3 separate regions of the Mus musculus genome follow, and all the other regions are linked to region 2. Evidence: chromatin contacts called from public promoter capture Hi-C and targeted proximity ligation data. All regions are on one chromosome and are shown on one strand. The core of a region is the stretch at or near the end of the contact, and the rest is flanking DNA. Distances in the headings are between cores, read along the strand shown. Region 1 holds the start of Tbc1d12 (TBC1D12: TBC1 domain family, member 12). Region 2 holds the start of Slc35g1 (solute carrier family 35, member G1). Region 3 overlaps Plce1 (phospholipase C, epsilon 1).

Evidence for each region. Promoter capture Hi-C pulls out the DNA fragments that hold promoters and counts their contacts.
Region 1: a contact with region 2 is called in a targeted proximity ligation map of pancreatic cancer cells. A contact is called at or near these places in 6 of 39 promoter capture datasets (the SN4741 cell line, cranial neural crest, frontonasal cranial neural crest and 3 more), 1 of 484 Hi-C or Micro-C datasets (embryonic stem cells), 8 of 130 datasets of targeted methods (astrocytes, bone marrow-derived macrophages, embryonic forebrain and 5 more) and 1 of 9 other capture datasets (adipose tissue).
Region 3: a contact with region 2 is called in a promoter capture Hi-C map of cranial neural crest. A contact is called at or near these places in 4 of 39 promoter capture datasets (the 3T3-L1 cell line, cranial neural crest, frontonasal cranial neural crest and 1 more), 1 of 130 datasets of targeted methods (embryonic stem cells) and 1 of 9 other capture datasets (embryonic stem cells).

The regions. Positions count from the first base shown.
Region 1 is chr19:38,835,264-38,839,112 of GRCm38.p6, forward strand. It overlaps Tbc1d12 (TBC1D12: TBC1 domain family, member 12), which reads left to right and starts at 1,316. Exons shown (of 13, transcript NM_145952.4): 1 at 1,316-2,183. The coding sequence starts at 1,444.
Region 2 is chr19:38,393,636-38,397,611 of GRCm38.p6, forward strand. It overlaps Slc35g1 (solute carrier family 35, member G1), which reads left to right and starts at 2,345. Exons shown (of 3, transcript NM_175507.3): 1 at 2,345-2,666. The coding sequence starts at 2,480.
Region 3 is chr19:38,756,086-38,759,721 of GRCm38.p6, forward strand. Plce1 (phospholipase C, epsilon 1) reads left to right here. Exons shown (of 32, transcript NM_019588.2): 22 at 2,730-2,861. Among named protein-coding and RNA genes, the nearest start is that of Noc3l, 61 kb to the right of the region's middle.

The DNA.
Region 1 (3,849 bases), core at 66-2,565, 440 kb after region 2:
CTGAGACATGACCTCTTAATAAGATCTAAGGCCAGCTGCCTTAGCCAGGCCGGTTACCAGAGCATCCCAGGGACTGCCTCTCCAATGTTAGCTGTACAAGGGCATTCTACAAAGTGGCTTTTTATGTGAGTGCTGCGATACAGGAAAGGTCCTCATGCTTGCATGACAACGTGACCAACTGAGCTATCTTCCACCTTTCAAAAGATCTTGATAATAAACGCTTTTACTGCTTTGTTTTGCTAAGTATTCCATTCTATTTCTATACTTGCTTTCAGAGGCATTTGTAGAATGAATGGTCTCTAGTTACTGCATTATCCTACTACAACAATGTCTATTTGGGCCTTTTACAACAACTTCATCTCTTCTGAAATACCAACACTATTGGGTCTCTGCCCTATGCTCATTCTTCTATGGAGGTAGAGTCACTTGATATCCCCCGACCCCCTTTGTGGCTTACATAAATGGCCCCTTCGACCAAACCAGAACTTTAACCCAAGTTTATAACTCTCACTATGTTAGTTAATTCCAATGTCTTTCCCCAATCCAGTTTCCTGTTTCTTCACACCACAGCAATCTCATAGCCTTGTTATTCCTGGCTGCTCTCCTATCACTCCTGTGGCTAGTTATTATGTCTTGCGATTCACACATTAAATACATTTTATTTCCACTAAACGGTCATTATATCTTAATCCATTACCACAGGTTGCTGCAGTTATTTTTTTTAATATTTATTTATTATATGTAAGTACACTGTAGCTGTCTTCAGACACTCTAGAAGAGAGCATCAGATTTCGTTACAGATGGTTGTGAGCCAGCATGTGGTTGCTGGGATTTGAACTCAGGACCTTTGAAAGAGCAGTCGGCAATCTTAACCACTGAGCCAAACAGTCCTTCTCGCCCTGGCTCCATTTCATTTCCGTACCCAGGTGACACGACAACCAACAACCAACGTGTTAAAAAGTGTTAGGAGATCAGACTTTGGTAAACATGGAAGACTAAGTGGAAAAGATAGGTAAGGGGCTGTCATGTGGACAACGAAGCCCTGAACGGTTCCAGGAGTTCTTCACTGCTGTTAGAGAAGGTAAAAACTGTCAAGACAGGAGCACTTAAACTAACTTCCTTAGTTTCCTCTCACAAACAAATCGCCGTCAAGTGATATGGTTTATGCGAAGTGAGCCTTGCCCTCCCTTAGGCTAAGCACTGTCACCCGGGTGGAGGATCTCAGATTGTCCTCCCGGGTCGCTCTAGCTGCCGTCTCTATGGTTCGGGGACGCGCCGGGTCGCGGGCAGGCCCGGCCCCGCTGGTGCGCGTGCGCGATCCCAGCGCGTGCCCGGCCTCCGGCAACTGCCCCGGCCGCCGGGTGGGAGGGGTGGGTCCGGGGACGTCGCGGCGGCCGTGGCCGCGAACCCTGCACGCAGGGCAGTCCTCCTCCGCCGCCTCAGATGATGGGTCCCGAGGATGCCGGAGCCTGCTCGGGAAGGAACGCCGAGCTGCTCCCAGTCCCGGGGCCCATGGGTCAGGACGGGAAGACCGTCCCGGCCACCAGCGGCTTTAGCGGAGGCGCTGTCGCCGCGGAGCCGCCGGAGGAGGCTGGAGAGGAGGAGGCGCCGCCGCCGCGGCAGCTCCTGCAGCGGTACCTCGCGGCGGCCGCGGGCCCGCTGAAGCCCGGGCTCGGCGGGGCGGAGGCGGAGGCGGAGGAGGCGGCGGCGGCAGCAGTCCCCGCGGCGCGCGGCTCAGGCATGACCAACGGAGACTCGGGCTTTTTGCTGCGCCAGGACCGTCGCGGCCCAGAGGAGGCACGTCGCCGCCGAACCTGCGGCCGTCCCTGCCTGCTGGAGCCCGCGGACGAGGGCGTGGACGGTGCGGGTGGCCTGGACGACTGGGCCGCGCCGCTCGAGGACCCGCTGCGGAGCTGCTGCCTGGCGGCCGGGGACACGGACGACCCGGACCCCGCAGCCGCCACCCCTGCCGGGAGGGCCGTCGAGAGCGCGGAGCCCAGCCTCGGCCTCCCCGACGCCCGCTTCGGCTCTCGGAACACGTTCGAGGTGAGCCGCCGTCAGAGCGCCGGCGACCTCCTGCCCTCAGCGGGGCCGTCCGCACCCTTGCCAGCGGCAGAGCAGGGTCCCGGGGGCACCACGGCTCGGGCTCGACGGAGCGGTGGCTTCGCGGATTTCTTCGCCAGGTATCACACTGGCCGCGCGAGGGGCTTGGGCGGGGCCGGGAACGGGCTGCCTTCCAGCGTACGGAACAGGAACGTCGGGACTCAGCTTTGATCTGTCGCTAGGGTAGGGGGACCGGATGGCTTTGTGAGCTCCGGGCCTGGAGCCAGGATTGGTGTTACTCCGTCCCCAGGAAGCGTTGTGCTTCCAGGTCTGACCAGCCTCCCAATACTACACATTCAGTTTCTTCATCTGGAACATCAGATAACCACTGCCCTATTATTTTTTTGTAATTGTATTACTAGGATTTGGACTGGGCGGGCGGCAGTGTGTGGTGTAGAAGTCTGTGAAGTTTATTTGCTTGGAGTCTAAGCCCGTTCCATTAGTTTGGGGATTCGAGGTTTTTTTTTAAAAAAAAAAATAATTTAACTGCACACTTATTTTGTGTTAATGTGTGTGCGCACATGTATCCTTGCGTGGAGATCAAACAATCTTTGGGCTCTTCCTCTCCCATTCTCTGGATAGGGGGGATTCAACTCAAGTCAAGTCTAGTGGAAAATGTCTTTGCTATTTTGCGGGCTTAGTTTGGGGATTCTTAAATTCAGAAATGATTTTTTTTTTCTTTTTCTTTTTTGATTTTTGTCGGCTGATCTCGAACTCACAGAGATCCGCTTGTTTCTGTTTCCCAAGTGCTGACATTAAAGGCATATGCCGCCATGCTGGGCTCAGAAATGATATTTTTTTCATAGTATTTGTTTCCGTTGCTTTTACTAAAGCTCATTCCTTGTCGGGAGTACACACTTTTAATGCCGGTACTCCTATAGAAGGATGAGGCAGGAAGATTGCCATGAGTTCAGGGGCAGCCTGGACTACACAGCTATTAGTAGATCTACTAGCAGACCAGCCAGGGTTACATAGCACGATCTTGTTTCTAAACAAAGCGAAACAGAACGAAACTGGCAGTTTAGTGCTTAGAATAAGATCCCAGTCTTTTAGCTCAGATTACTATAGCTCTCTAGGAAATTAGGAAATCCTCTTCTACTTATCTCAGATAGGCTTTATCTCTCTTCATGAACTTCCCTACCCCCAACCCCCAACCCCCATTGTTAATTGAACTCAGGGACACAAGGCAAGTAGCCTACCTATGGAGTTACATCCTCAGCAACATCATGTGGTCTCTCCTCTCTCTCTCTCTTCTCTCTCTCTCTCTCTCTCTCTCTCTCTCTCTCTCTCTCTCTCTCTCTGTGTGTGTGTGTGTGTGTGTGTTGGGGGTGAGGTTTGACTCACTTTTATGTGAGTTTTTATGTTTGGGAGCATGTATTTTATGGGTATGGATTGCTGGAACACTGTAATTACCTGGAGAGACTTCATTCTCCCTCATATCCCATCAAGAAGGGCCTGCTATGTAGTTGAAGCTGGCCTTCAAACCCCCTCCTACCCTACCTCAGTTGGGATTTTCCTCAGCCCCTCTACATTGCTGGGGTAACTTTAATTTTTAGTGATGTTTTATCTGTGATTTAACATTCTTGAAAGTTATATTATGATGCTGGACTTTGCAGATTCCAGATGGAGGCTCTTCTGGCTTCATAGGGATAGGGAAGTGGTGGCAGAACACTGCACATTCCTGAAAAGCAAGTGTCTTGTCAGGTAGATTTTGACTCTGGGTTGTTGTTGGTGGTGGTTTATTGC
Region 2 (3,976 bases), core at 1,095-3,594:
ATGCCTTACAGCTGGATCTCATGGAGGCATTTCCCCAACTGAAGCTCCTTTCTCTGTGATAACTCCAACCTGTGTCAAGTTGACACAAAACTAGCCAGTATTCTAGGAGGCTATTCTAATGTGATCTTTGATCTGGGTCCTAGATGATCTAGGGTTACCTCTTTAGGGATGCGAAAGTAGCAATGAAGGCCTCTAAGGGGAAATCCCTGGTCAAGAGAATTTAATTTTGGGCCTGGGCACAGAACTAACATTTCAATGGGGCTCTGCCAATCTCTTGGCCAAGGAGCCAGCCCTTGCAATCAGGCTCATCTTAAACATGCTAATGAAATATATGGAATCATTAATTTTTGTTCCAGAGGACTAGTCTTACTATTGCAATTTCTTATTCCAAGATAGGACAGAAAAACAGCAGGCATTGTTTGTTTGTTGTAGGCAGCCGATGCCCAAAAGATGGCACGGGTTTCCGGTACACCGTGGCTGTGCTCTGCAGGTGCTAGCCCAAATCTGGCGCCAACCCCTTTGCGGGTGCATGCAAATTAAGGTGCCGGGCAGACTGACCAATCCCAGGAGGACACAAAGCTTTTCCCTGTGCTGGGGTGTATATAAGGAGTCCTCCCTGGGTTCCCGTAGCAGCATCAAGGCGTTCCTGCAATAAAGCTGTTGAGAAGAATCCGACAGTGTTGCGTTTTCCTTGCCGAGGTGGGCGCAACAGTTTGTTTGAAGATAGGGTTTCTCTGTGTAGCCCTGGCAGTCTTGGAACTCTATAGACCAGGATGGCCTCAAACTCAGAAATCTGCCTGCCTCTGCCTCCCAAGTGCTGGGATTAAAGGCCTGTACCACCACTGCTCTGCAAGAGCTAACACTTCAGTGAGTTTGGAAAAGTATTTTTTTTTTAAAGAGGAGGAATTTCTAAGAAATATTAAATATGAGTCTTTTCTATCAAATACTTATAAAACGAGTTTAGGAGAAGGAATCAACGTCCTTTTATCTCACCCATACGCAAATGTTTCCATCTTTCCCACCACCCATTAAAATGTCTGTTTACACAAAGCCCAGTGCTATATTCCAGGAATTGCAGAACCAAAGATCAGCTTCCCCTTTCCCCTTCTTCCTTCATTTCAAGAGGGCCAGTTCTTAAAAAACTGGCGATGGAATAAGACTGTGAGGTTTGACCCCAGCCAATGGGGAAAAAGACGAAGTCCCATCTAAGGGGGAATGAAAAATAAATGCATTTCCTGTCTACGAGTTCCATCTTCAGAGTACACCCTCTTTTTTTTTTTTCCATTTTTTATTAGGTATTTAGCTCATTTACATTTCCAATGCTATACCAAAAGTCCCCCATACCCACCCACCCCCACTCCCCTACCCACCCACTCCCCCTTTTTGGCCCTGGCGTTCCCCTGTACTGGGGCATATAAAGTTTGCGTGTCCAATGGGCCTCTCTTTCCAGTGATGGCCGACTAGGCCATCTTCTGATACATATGCAGCTAGAGTCAAGAGCTCGGGGTACTGGTTAGTTCATCAAGAGTAAAATTTACCCCGCCTAGGCCCTTCACTTGGAATATCGGTCTCTTTCTTTGAAATCTGGAGCTAACAGAGCTGAGGTAGCTACTTGTCTCAGTTTGTTGAGACAGCCCCCTTTGCCTTGCAATTTTTGTTTGTTTGGATGGTTGGTTTTGGTTTTGTGGAGAAAGGGTTTCTCTGTGCTGCCAGGGCTTTCCTGGAACTCGCTCTGTAGACCAGGCTGGCCTTGAAGTCACAAAGATCCTCTTCACTCAATTTGCCACCACACCCAGGTGCCTTGCATTTTTAAAGAGCCCTCCTTTTCAATTTTATGTTTCAATCTTTATGTTTACACCTTAAATTCTTGGACAGGTCGAAGTGTGTTTAAAAACTCACATAATGCTTAGAAGTCCTCGGGGCATCACAGAGGTGATCCATATCAGTAAACAGACACTCAGTCCCTTTTAATTTAATTTAATTTAATTTAATTCATGTATTTATTTAGGGAGGGCGTCTCACTATACAGCCTTAGCTGGCTTTGAACTCACAAACCCACATGCCTCTGTCCCTAACTGCTGGGAGTAAGGGCGTGGGCTACCACGCCCAGCTCAGAGGTACAGTCTTTCTAAAGCAGCAGAAGGCCCCAAGACCCGAGGCGCCAGGGCTGAGAACCAAGCGTCCCTCCCTGTCTGTGCAAAGACAGAGGAGGACCAGTGTGCTGTCTAGCCCGACTGCCCTGGGGTGGGGGTGGGGGACAGTCACCGCGCCAGCTGTAGCCACCGCAGCCGGAGAGCACGAGCGAGCGCAGGCGGCGGGCTCCCCGGGGCGGGAGGGCAGCGGAGGACAAGCGCGCGGAGCCGGGCGCACGCGCACGCGCACACGCACCGGCTCGCCGGGGGCCGGAAGAGCCGAGCGGCCGGGCGGCAGCTGCGGGCGCCAGAAGGCGCGCGGCTGCGGGGAGAGCGCGGGCTGCGGGATGGGGCCCCCGGAGAGCGCGGCGGAGCTTGCAGCCGAGGCGGTGGAGCTGCGCGAGCCCGAGCTGCAGCTCGCGGACCCGGCGTCCCCCGGCGAGGAGCACGTGGACGTCGAGGCGGAGGGCGCCCCTGGCCGCGGCAGGTGCTGGCCGTGTGGAGCCTGGGCGTGCGGCTCGCGTGGGGAGCCCGGTGAGTGCGGGCGGGCGGGGTCGGTCTGGTCCTCTGCGCACCGGCCTGAGCCGAGACCCAGAAAGTTTCCGAGTGTTAATAACCCCAAATTGGTGACGGGGGGTGGGGGGTGGGGGGGTGGGGGACAGGACCTCGCAGTCCAGTGGCAGTCAGAGGTGAAAGGTCACCGAGAGGGGCCAGGCAGCGGGTGGCAGGAAGCCGACTTGGAACCCACATCGTGGGTGTAAACCGATCTTCCTGAACCAAGTTGGAAAGACTGGAGTTCTGGAAGTGTTTGTCACGGAATCTCAGCATCGCAGAGAGGAAGAGTTCAGTGGACCACTGACCCTCAAGCTTTGGGGGGACAGGGGGACTTTTTAGCTACTGGCTTAAAACGAGGTACACCTTGCGAGGAGCCTCGGTGAAGAACCCTTAACTTTCGTTCAAATTCCCCTAACAAAGAAGTAAAGAGAGGCCGTGGAAGATGGGGGTTCGGGATTCGGTCTCACCCCACCTCCATCTGCCAAGGTCTGGGTAGGGCAGGTCCAGACAGCACTAGGTAAGGCTCTCTACTTTTGCCAGAGACTCTGTCTGCCTAGGGCCCTTTCCACTAAATAGCTTTCCAGTAAGAAGCCCATCTTTTAGACCTTTCTCAATCTAATCTCCGGGGTCTCTTCCCCTGAATATGCCCTACGACTTCTGTGCCTCTTGTCCCACTCAGGTTCCTACCTTCTTAGTTGTGTTTTTCTGAGTTAAGAGAGAAAAGTCTCGGGGAGATGAGTATTGCTACATTTCTGTCCTGAAAGCAAAGAGAAAAGATCTCGGGTTTCTGATTTTGTTTGCATGGATAGGTTACCCCATGTTGGGCTGACTAACCCGGGAGCTCCTGAGGTCAGTTTTTTTTCTAGTCACCCTATGGGTGGATGTCATTCTGGCCTAATGTGGAACTGGGCCTTGCAAACTCTTTAGTTTTCCATTCGGGCATGAATGAAGGGGTCTGCATACTTACTCAGGCAGCACGTGCTAAAAATGTCAGCACATCGTGAATGCCCAGGAATCTTGCCCTTCAATTTCAAGACAAGTTTCTAACAGTTATTTTGAAAACAAAGCACAAGCCACTATAAGCCAAAAGTTGGCATTGGATTTTTGACTGGCTCATTTTAGACTCTGTGTGCAGTCTAGGCTGGCTCACACTCTGTTGTCTTGCCTAAGCCTCCTTGAGTGCTGGGGTTAAGGGCCTCCATCATTATGCCTGGCTTTCAGACTCTAGATCTTAGTGGTTTCTTAACAAAACTCACCTTCAAGCTTAGGTTGGAACTGGATACCCTTAC
Region 3 (3,636 bases), core at 991-3,490, 360 kb after region 2:
CTCTACCCATGTCCTTACAAGGGTTACCGTTTTCTGTGGAAGACCTCCCAAACTGCTACAGCCTAAAGAGTTACTCTCCATTTGTGATCTTTTGTTTTGCGAATTGTATCTTGGGTATTCCGAGCTTCTGGGCTAATATCTACTTATGATATGCACTCACTGATAAGTGGATATTAGCCCAGAAGCTAGGAATACCCAAGATACAATTTGCAAAACACATAAAACTCAAGAAGAGGGCTGGTGAGATGGCTCAGCAGGTAAGAGCACCCGACTGCTCTTCCGAAGGTCCGGAGTTCAAATCCCAGCATCCACATGGTGGCTCACAACCATCCGTAATGAGATCTGACTCCCTCTTCTGGAGTGTCTGAAGACAGCTACAGTGTACTTACATATAATAAATAATAAATAAATCTTTAAAAACAAAAACTCAAGAAGAAGGAAGACCAAAGTGTGGACACTTCAGTCCTTCTTAGAAAAGGGAACAAAATACCCATGGAAGGAATACAGAGACAAAATGTGGAGCAGAGACTGAAGGAATGACCATCCAGAGACTGCCTCACCTGGGGATCCATCCCATAAACAACCACCAAAACCAGACACTATTGTAGATGCCAACAAGAGCTTGCTGACAGGAGCCTGATATAGCTGTCTCCTGAGGGGCTGTGCCAGTGTCTGACAAATACAGAAGTGGATACTCACAGCCAACCATTCATTGAATGGAGCACAGGGTCCCCAATGTAGGAACTAGAGAAAGTACCCAAGGAGCTGAAGGAGTTTGCAGCCTCATAGGAGGAAACAAAATGAACTAACCGGTATCCCCAGAGCTCCCTGGGACTAAACCACCAAGCAAAGAAAACACATGGTGGGACTCATGGCTCTAGCTGCATATGTAGCAGAGGATGGCCTAGTCAGTCATCAATGGGAGGAGTGGCCCTTGGGTCTTGAAGGTTCTATGCCCCAGTATAGGGGACTGCCAGGACCAGGAAGCAGGAGTGGGTGGGTTAGTGAGCAGGGGGAGGAGGGGAAGAGATAGGGGGTTTTTGAAGGGGAAACCAAGAAAGGGGATAACATTTGAATGTAAATAAAGAAAATATCTTTTTTTTAAAAAGGGGAAAAAAAAGAGTTACTCTCCAATGAAACAGCTATAGACAATAGTGATGATGGCTTCCCAGGAGCCTTCAAATCACTCTTCTTAAACTAGAGCTGGGTCTGTGTGGTTGGTGTGCGTTCTTTCTCTCACTCAGCAAATATGTACTACATTCCTGCTATGCACTGGGCACCGTGCCTGGCATAAAGGATCCAGGGACTGAATGGCCCAGGAGTGAGAAAGAAAAGTCACAAAAGCATCATCATCATTGTATCTTTTCCACTGAGTCTTCAGACTAATCCTAGGAGTAAATTCCTTGAATCACACCTACTTTTTTAGATAAGAAAAAAGCAGAAGTTTTGGTCAACGATCATGTCAGAAGAATTTTTTAAAAAATCATTTCTTTAAATTTTTTGAGATTACAATTGTATCATTTCCAAAAAAAAAAAAAAAAACAAATATATCATTTTCTTCTTCCCTTTTTTCCCTCTAATCCTCCCCCATATACCCCTTCTTTCTCTCTTTCAAACTCGTGGCCTGTTTTTTTTTTTTCCATTAAGTGTTGATATATATTTTTCATATATATATATGTATAAAATAATTTTTAGTAATTGTTAATATATATTTTTCACATATATAACAATTTTCATTAATTGTATGAATACATATATATTGTATGAATATACACACATATACATACACACACACACACACATATATATATATATATATATATATATACATATATATATATATTTTCCTTAATGCATAGTACAGCCTGCTGAGTCATTATCTTGCTACTTGTATACAATATACAATATGCGTTATATATGAGAACTGCCGTTGTATATGAGAACTGCCCATTTGGTGTGCCCTTCCCTGAGGGTGACTGTCTCGCCCTCTCTCAGCATTCCTTACTTTACCATTACAGAAAACCACAGCCAATCAGAATGCAGAGTTGTGACGCTCAGTCCCAAAGGATACATCAACAAAACTACTCCAGCACCTAAGGCTCGGGGAACATTGGGGAGGAGCAGCAGAAAGATTGTAACAGCCAGAGGATTAGGGAGTTTGCTGTGACATTGTTTCCTAGGAACAATGTCAGAAGCCACGCCCATAAACACAAGATGAATAACAACAAGAATAGACATGGGAATGTGGATGGTGAAAGCCCACGAGGCTTCAACAAGGAATGCCAGAAGACTTCTAGTATGGACTAATGCTATGCCCAGGCTCATGATTATTCTTTCATCTCTCCAAATTGGTCATTAACCTCTAGGAAATAAATATTAACTGCAGCATATTCTGTATGTGCAGTTTTAAAACTCAGGGACACAGTTCACTAGAAGTGTGTGTGTGTGTGTGTGTGTGTGTGTGTGTGTGTGTGTGTGTGTGTTGCTCTGTAATTTGGGGATTACTCCTTAATAGCTATGCAGTGTTTGTTGCATTTGTTTAGAGATTAAATAAACTTGGCTATATTTGCCTACAATACTATCATCAGCCATGCTAAACTATAATGGATCCTCTGTGCTGTGTAACAAGGAAATGGTAGGACTGCAATCTAAACACTAATGAGGATGGAAAATGTTGAGCCCTCTTGCCTGTAGCTTTTGGCTTATTTATTTTCATTTTATGAGAACAGGCCTGTCAACTCTAAATTCATCTGGCTCTAGCAGAGGGAAAGAAAGGAAAAGCAGGAAGTCCATTTTTGGCAACAATCCTGGCAGAATGAGCCCCGGGGAGACAGCGCCATTTAACAGAACATCTGGAAAAGGTAGCATTGCCTTCTCTCAGTATCTTTGCTTGGTCCTGCATGCCACATGACTCACACATTTTGCTGTCTAGCCACTTCCTTTGAATTTTGAAATCCACCGTTATGTTCATAGATGTTTACACTACCCAAGGGCAACATAAATGTTTTTCAATTGTTAATTTATTCTTTGAACTCACTGCAAATGGCATTTTTACTGACGATGTTCTCACATTGTTCGCCTCAAAAGTAAAATTGGAAGCACCTTCCACTGTTCTAGCAGTTTCTGGAACAGCGTCCCGAATCCACAGGATACATTATTTCACTTCTAATTACTTCTCATTGTAAAAGTAATAAATTCTCCCAGCTAAGAGTCCAGCTGATGCACAAGAGGAACAGAATTCCTTTCCATTCTCAGTGCTGTGATGTTGTTTCTCCCACTGGGGAATTCACTGTAATGTGTTCAAGGGGAAAAAAAATATTTTAAAGAAAATCCAAATGGGATGTAATCAAACAGGAGCTCTCAGTTGCCACACACCAGACTGTACATTTGTCGGCCTTATCCTCTTGCATGCCTGTATAATATTCCTTTGTATGGACATCTATTTAACCACTTGATCACTGATAGAATATTTGGATTTTTGTTTCTTGTTGTGGGTTGTATATACTTGTATACAGACTTTGTATTTGTAAAGATTGCCCACAGAACAATGAAGTCCTGAGACAAACAGACTTATAGAAGTCCAATTTAAATTGGTGTCACTATCCTCACATTATTACTCAGTTTAGGTTTTGATAC